Linked DNA regions of Callithrix jacchus: region 1 is linked to region 2. A link is a contact called in public Hi-C data. All regions are on one chromosome and are shown on one strand. The core of a region is the stretch at or near the end of the contact, and the rest is flanking DNA. Distances in the headings are between cores, read along the strand shown.

Region 1 (3,653 bases), core at 229-2,728, 64 kb after region 2:
ACAGAAACCAGTTTAAGGAATGTGGAGATTTATTTACATCAAATTCAGATAAAGAGATAAAAGTAGACTTGAAGAAGCAAGCAGAACATGACTTAAGGAGTCTATCTATGACTGTATCTGTGCCCTTGGCCACAATGAAAGACCAGCAAAACCAGCCTTCAGAATAACCGTACTGTCTGGTGGGAGATGGGAAGGCCAGACTTTACCCCTCTAGACCGCCGATCGCCCTCCTACGCGCATTTTCCACCTCGCAGCTAAGAATTCAACCCAGACTTCCGATCATGGCGCCATGTACGTCACCTTCTCCCCTCTCCGCCGGCAAAATCCCACCCACGTCGGCTGACCCCGCAGCGGGGTATAAGGGCGGGATGAATCCCCTCCCCTATCCTGGTCGCTAGTACAAACCAGATCGAAAAAACGCACTACACAAATCCTTGGAAATTGGGGTACCAATGGGACCTTCTCAATTCCTTGAGTGCAAAATGATCCCACTCTATCGTGACACAATTCTAGCTCAATTTTCCTTTCACGTGCCCTAAAAAGCCCTCAGGGTCCCCAGCCTTAGTGAATCCAGGCCCTGTCTCAGGTGGGCATCGCGCTGTACCGACAGGCTCGCGCACGCAGCGGGACGATTTACAGAATTAAGTCTTCTTTTTGTTTGTTTTCTGGCTTCGCATCCTTGCAAATATTCAATATTCCTGTCAGCTAAGGCTAAGGGAATGGGCGGTTGAGGCAAGCAGGACGTCGATTACAGCAAACACATCAATTTAGGGGTGGTCTTTCCAATTCCGGCTTTTGTTTGAGTCAGAGGGGAGCCTGAGGAGGCCAAGGTCTCCGGTTCTGGGAAAGGCGGGTCCATCCGGATTCTCTGGGCTGCGGAGAGGGAGGCACCAGCCCAGTGAAACAACAGAGGGCAGTTCTGTCCCTCAAGGCTTTCCTCCGAGAGTCCTGGGGAGACCAAGACGCCTCTGTCGGAAGAATTCCCGGAGCTCGGAAGTCTGCCGAACACTGGACAAAAAGATGTGGCCACCCTCTCTTAAACACACACGCGAATCCCAAGCCATGCACATTTGGAAGGCGTGTGTGTGTGTGTGTGTGTGTGTGAGAGAGCGAGAGACAGAGAGAGAGGCACACAGAGAGAGAAAGAGATAGAGATAGAGAGAGAGAAAGAGAGAGAGGCCACCGCTGCCCACCGCTGCCCCACCCAGCCCTCGGCCATTCAGGGGAGAGGCCCGAGGAGTTAGGGCCTCGGAGCCCTCAGCCAGCCCGGACGAGGGGCGGGGCCGGGCGGGGCCGTGAGCGCGCAGACTCAGTGCGGGCTTCATCGCGCCGCCAGCGCCGCCGTCGCCGCCCGCGCTGCACCACAGGCCAGAGACAGACTGGGCCGGGAAGAGCTGGAGACTGAGGAGGAGGCGGGGGCGGCGGCGGAGGCGGGGCGACTCCGGTGACCGGGAGCGCCGCAGACTGGCAGCTGCGGCGACTCCCCCCTTTGTGTCTGGTCTGCTCGGAGCCACTGGAAGTGCTTCCCGGAGGGGCGCAGGGTGTCTCGCTTCCTTGCTGCTCACCCTCTTCCCCGGCTACCTTTCTCCGCCCTCCCGCCGCCCCCCGCCCTCGGCCCGCGACGCCCGAGCTCCGCCCGGAGCCCAGAGCTGCGGGAGAACGAGGCGGCGGCGGCGGCGGCGGCGGCTTCCTCGGGTGGTTGTGATTCTCTCACAGGAGCCATTGACTGCAGAAGACAAGGCTTTCCTGGTGGAATTTACCTCAGGCAAGATCGGGCAGCCGGGATAAAAACCTAGGAAGGGAAGGGAGCACCGCCGGGAGGGCCAGAAGGGGCAACCGCTCGCACCCCCTCCGCTCGCCGTCTCGGGGAGCTCCGGCACGGGCCGCGACCCCTCCCCTCCCCCGCTCCACCTCCCTTCAGCCCTCGCCAGGGCTTCGCCGACCCTCGCACGATTGTTCCGCAAAGGCGTGGGGACTGTGAGCTTGTCCATGGAGGCAGGCACTTTTTTCGATCCAGTCGAGGAAGAGGATTTGTTCTCGAAATCACAGTGAGGGAAGCACCGAAGCGAAACTTAAGGAATCCTGCCTTCCTGGAGCCTCTGGCGATGCGACTTGGGCCGCCGGGCGCCGCCGCCGCCGCCGCCCGCCCGGCTTCGCCCTTCCCGGCAGTCGGGAACTAGTTCTGAACTCGTCCCCGGGCCCCGGATCTATCTCCGTCCTCCGCACCCTGGATATGTTTTCTCCCAGACCTGGATATTTTTTTGATATCGTGAAACTACGAGGGAAATAACTTGGGTGATTTCTTCTTGGATCCCTGCTTTCCCCACGGATATGCCTTCACTTTGGATGGCTGCAGCACCCCGTCCGAGGCGAAGGAACCCCCCCCAGCCGCGAGGGAGAGAAATGAAGGGAATTTCTGCAGCGGCATGAAAGCTCTGAGCTAGGTCCTCTCATCTGCCATTTGTCCTTTCAAACTGCATTGTGATACGGGCACGATCAGTCCACGGGAGAGGAGACGAACCTCCCGGCTGTTTGTCCGCCGGTATCCACTTCCCGCATTTCTTTTCTTTGCCCTCCTGCTTCTTGGCTGGCCCAGGGATGACTTCCTCGTTGCAGCGGCCCTGGCGGGTGCCCTGGCTACCATGGACCATCCTGCTGGTCAGCGCTGCGGCGGGTGAGTAGCCCCAGCCGGCGCGTCCCGGCCACTTCCCCTGCGGGTGGCGAGGGAGGGAGCCCGAAGAGGCCGAGGCCTGTGCTCACCCTTCTCGACGCGTCCCCCGGATCGCGGTGGAGTGGAGCCGCGACTCGGTGCCTGCGCGCCTGCCCCGTGACTTCCAGGGAAATCACCTTTAATATTCCTGTGTACTTTCCTATCCCCGCTACCATATTCCCACCCCACCCCCCTTCACGGGGTAAAAAAGACATATTGGGTGTGGTATCTTGACATTTTTAGCTGTGAGGTAATGCAAGGATTAAAAATAATATTTTAATCACCAGTGAACAGTATCTGTTATGAGATCTCAGGAAACAGACCTGTATATGTATTTTTTTTTATTATAAAGAAGCGGTTTTGGCTTCTAGTAAAAAGAACATCAACTAGAGAACACATTGAACCTTAGTTTTATATTTAGATCATGCTGGGAATCCATATTACTTTCATTATTCAGAAATGTTACCGAATGAATAGAAAAAATGTTGAGGAAGCCAGAACTGTGAGATTCTTGACATTTTATTATATGGTTTCCTATTCTTATCAGTGGTATTATTTTGTTCCCAAGTATTTTAATAATTATATCTCCATCTTTTCAACCTGGGCACTCACATATTAGATGCTTTTGGAGAATTACAGTACTGTTGGGCTGTATTTTGATAACTTTACTATTAGTCACCTGGCATCTATTTATTGGCTTTGCTGTCGAGACAACTTTGACCTGACATCAGACTTCTAGGAGATTTGACTCCCGTTGACACTTCTCTAAAGTCTAAAGGGAAATGGTAGTCATCCTTTCCTTTGGATATTTTCATTTCAGTTCTCAGACACCTTAGGAAAAAGACCTTATCTTCTATTTGCAACTCTTTTTTTTCTAGAGGTCTTTTAGGGATTCGCTTTTAGAAATTTTCAGGAGTGAATTCTACATACAACTGGTACACTT
Region 2 (3,783 bases), core at 19-2,518:
CTTCCGTCTATTACCTTGCTTACTCTTATGGTTCTCCAAACCAAAACCTGACTTGCTGGTCAAGAAGTCTAGCCTGTGCATTTTGGCAACATGAAAAGCACTAGAAAACCAGCATCCCAGGCCTCAGTTGTGCTGTTGCACTATGGGTAATTGAAGAGCCCCGGAAGGCTAGACCTCAGGTAAATACTACTCCTACATAGATAATGCAAGGTTGACTAGGTACAAGAAATACAATTATTAGCATTGTTTGCTGGCTATAATAATTTGCTTTTGAAGGGACGAATTTAATTGCTGATACTGCAAGTGTTCTATGTATATTTAGTATTACATAAAAGGGAAAAATCTTAGTGATTTTTTTTTCTTTTTTTGAGATGGAGTTTTGCTATTGTTGCCCAGGCTGGAGTGCAATGGGATGATCTCGGCTCACCACAACCTCCGCCTCTGGGTTCAGGTGATTCTCCTGCCTCAGCCTCTGAGTAGCTGGGATTACAGGCATGTGCTGCCACGCCCGGCCACTTTGGCTGAAATTTTAAGGAGTCTGATATGACTAGTTGAAAGAAAATTATCAATTTAGCATTATTTTTATTTATACTAGACTCACCATGGTTTCATATTCAAGTGTATTCTATTTAGTATTTTTGAGTACTTCCAGATTGTTTTTTTATAGACTGCAGTGAATGCCTTTGTACATTATTTTCATGTATTTGCATTTCCATAGGATAACTTTTAGATGTAGAATTACTACGTCAAAGGGGATATAGTGTAAAATAATGTCAGTTTGCCTCCCAAAGAATGCCGTAATTTACACTCCAACAAAGCATTAAGAGAAAACTCCTATGTGAGGAACTGTCTCATAGTCATCTTTTTATTTAGCATCTATCCCAGTCCCCTGCTCACTAGCACAGTTTTTCATACAGCAGCAAACAATGTTTTAAATTATTAACTTGAACCAAGTGGCTTTAAACCTGGGTAATTTTCCCCTTACAAACCAAGATGAATGAAAAGGTTTCGTTTATCGGTACAACATTGAAATCATCTTCAGGATTATACACTCCCACCTGTCCTTGTGCTGCTAACCCAAAGGGTATGGTGTGAGCCACCACATCCAGCCTTGGAACATTTGGTAGCCTGAAAGTACTGGAATCTTGTCATTTGAAAAAATGAATAGTTTGAATCTAGCAATGAGTTGTGCTTGCTACCCCTGTGGAGACAGGTTGGAATAGCAGCTCACTGGAGGTTTCTCACAAAGCCTGGGACCCACGGCTGGTATTTGCTACTTTGGTTTACACCAAGTCCTGGCAAGCCACCAAACAATAGCTTTGGAAGTGGCTGCCTGGAAATTCCTGGCCTACAGTACTGAGAGGACCACTAGTACTCAACTGGTCAAGACGTCCGTTTGCATACCAACTCCTATGTCATAGCAGCAAATGCTGCCTTCAAAGTTTGAAGATAAACTATAATTAGTATAGCTATGAATGCATCCTGTATAAAAGTAACCAAAGGTGAACAAACTCATAACAACTACAGCCCTTGATTACTCAGGCTGTCACAGTACTTGAGAGCTAATGGCTGTAAATGAGACAACAGGGAGCATGACATCACATTTATCAAACATTTGATCTGTTTGTCAGGGAAATAGGAGATTTTAGAATTAAAAGGAATCCAGGAGGTCACTTATATACAATGAAGACTCAGACCCAGAGAGACCTGGTGTATTCCAAAGACATTAGCCTGCTCTTTTCTCTTAGGAACAGAAGGCAATTTTTTTTTTTTAATGAAAAGCTTACACATTTAATTCAGCTTTTAGGTTGCTCTACCTTCCACTTTACAGGAAAACTATCATAGGAAGCAATCAGATCCAAAATGTGCAACGTTAAAGTTGAATAAGAATATAGGGGAGCAGGGTGGTCACGCTGGCTTACATACATAATCCCAGCACTTTGGGAGGCTGAGACAGCCTGGCCAACATGGTGAAACCCCGTGTCTACTAAAAATACAAAAATTAGCAGCGTGTGGTAGCACATGCCTGTATTCCCAGCTACTCAGGAGGCTGAAGCGGGAGAATCACTTGAACCTGGGAAGCAGAGGTTGCAGTGAGCCTAAACTGTGCCATTGCATTCCAGCCTGGGCGACGGAGCAAGATCCATCTCAAAAAAAAAGTTGAATGCGATGTGTGAACCTTGATGTATCCTGATTTCAAAACATGAAGGACATAAAAGATATTCTGGGAACAGTTAGAGAATTTCCAATATGAACTGGATATTACATGATTTTAGGGAATTATAATTACTTTTAGATGTGATAAGGCTACTGGGGTTATGAGGATAATGTCCTTCGTTTTTAAAGATGCATGCTGTTGGGAGGAAGTATCCTGATGTCTATAATTTGTTTTGCAGTGCTTCAGCAGAAATTATAAATAGAAATAGATGAAGCAAATACAGCAAAATGTTAGCAATTGTTGAAATATGGGTGGTGGTGGGTATGTGAACGTTCATCATACTATTTTCTCCCTTTTTATTCTTGAAAGCTTGAAGTGATCATAATAGAAAGTCCTAATTTTTAAAGCAGAAACATGCTATTTATTTTGCTTTAATTCTGAGTTATTTCTCTCTGAAAACTTCCAAGATCCTTACAGCATTCTTGGCCAGCAAGTATTTGGGACACCCAGTATGGGCCAGGTACTTGTGAGCAGGGAGAGCTCAAGGAAAAAGATGCAGTAGCTGTTGACCTCAGAGTTGACAAAGTGAACCTCAGACCTCAAATGCTCCTTCTGAAGAAGGCATGTTCCCATTGAAATCAGTGACTGGGGAAGGGGGAATGCAGGGAAGCAGCGGTTAGAGATCGCCATAGAAGATGAGAATTATGGAAATTAAGAAGGCAGAAGCTGTGAAGTTGAATTTAGTTTATTAAAGAGAAACTGGACCTTGTGTGGTGGCTCACGCCTGTAATCCCAGCACTTTGGGAGGCTCGAGGCAGGTGGATCATGAGGTCAGGAGATTGAGACCATCCTGGCTAACACAGTGAAACCCCGTCTCTATTAAAAATACAAAAAATTAGCCAGGTGTGGTGGCACGCAGCTGTAGTCCCAGCTACTCGGGAGGCTGAGGCAGGAGACTAGCTTGAGCCCGGGAGGCGGAGGGTGCAGTGAGCCAAGATTGAGCCACTGCACTCCAGCCTAGGTAACAGACCAAGACTCCATCTCAAAAAAAAAAAAAAAAAAAGCATTCCTCTCCCTTTCTCTATTAACCATGAAATAGCACTTGCCTGTAGTCTCAGCTACTCAGGAGACTGAGGCAGGAGGATCACTTGTGCCCAGGAGTTCGAGTCTAGACTGGGCAACATAGCAAAACCCTGTCTCTGGGGAGGAAAAAAAAAAAAAGCAGAGCCCCACCCCTTGGCAGGTAATAAAGTTGGGAATACAGCTGCATACTATTGTAGCCCCATCTCCCCACCCTAAAACTGTCCTTCGACATCCTTTTAAGCTTTGGCATTTAGTACTCACCTGTCGAGCTCTTCTGTGCCACAGACGTGTAAGGAGGTAGTTATGTGCCTTCTCGGGGCCTCAAAAAACTGCCTCTTGACCTGAGCCAAGAAGCAGGGAGGGCTTGGTTTCTAGCAAGGGTAAATGTGCCTGACTCCAGGAAAAGAGTCAGACAACAAATACATCTATTTATAGCCTAAAATCTGCTGGGCCAGCAACATGCTAATAACCAGCTGGGCATGATGGAGCGGCCACAAGCTGACTGTGAGGATGACAGAGCCCTGCACTACTGGTCAGAGAAT

Evidence for each region. A called contact is a pair of places that touch in the nucleus more often than the background predicts.
Region 1: a Hi-C map of skeletal muscle shows a contact between it and region 2, with 3 times the contacts expected there. The contact joins the promoter of BMPR2 here to the enhancer-like site in region 2. A contact is called at or near these places in 2 of 3 Hi-C or Micro-C datasets (both in skeletal muscle).

Annotation. Positions count from the first base shown.
Region 1 is chr6:123,540,265-123,543,917 of calJac240_pri, forward strand. It overlaps BMPR2 (bone morphogenetic protein receptor type 2), which reads left to right and starts at 1,479. Exons shown (of 13, transcript XM_035305333.3): 1 at 1,479-2,674. The coding sequence starts at 2,599.
Region 2 is chr6:123,476,368-123,480,150 of calJac240_pri, forward strand. All of the region lies in intron 12 of NOP58 (NOP58 ribonucleoprotein), which reads left to right. Among named protein-coding and RNA genes, the nearest start is that of NOP58, 43 kb to the left of the region's middle. Within about 2 kb of position 1,269, at least 1 of the 16 cell types and tissues checked has an H3K27ac peak or open chromatin away from gene starts, as enhancers often do. A contact at or near this core is called in skeletal muscle, where this site is marked.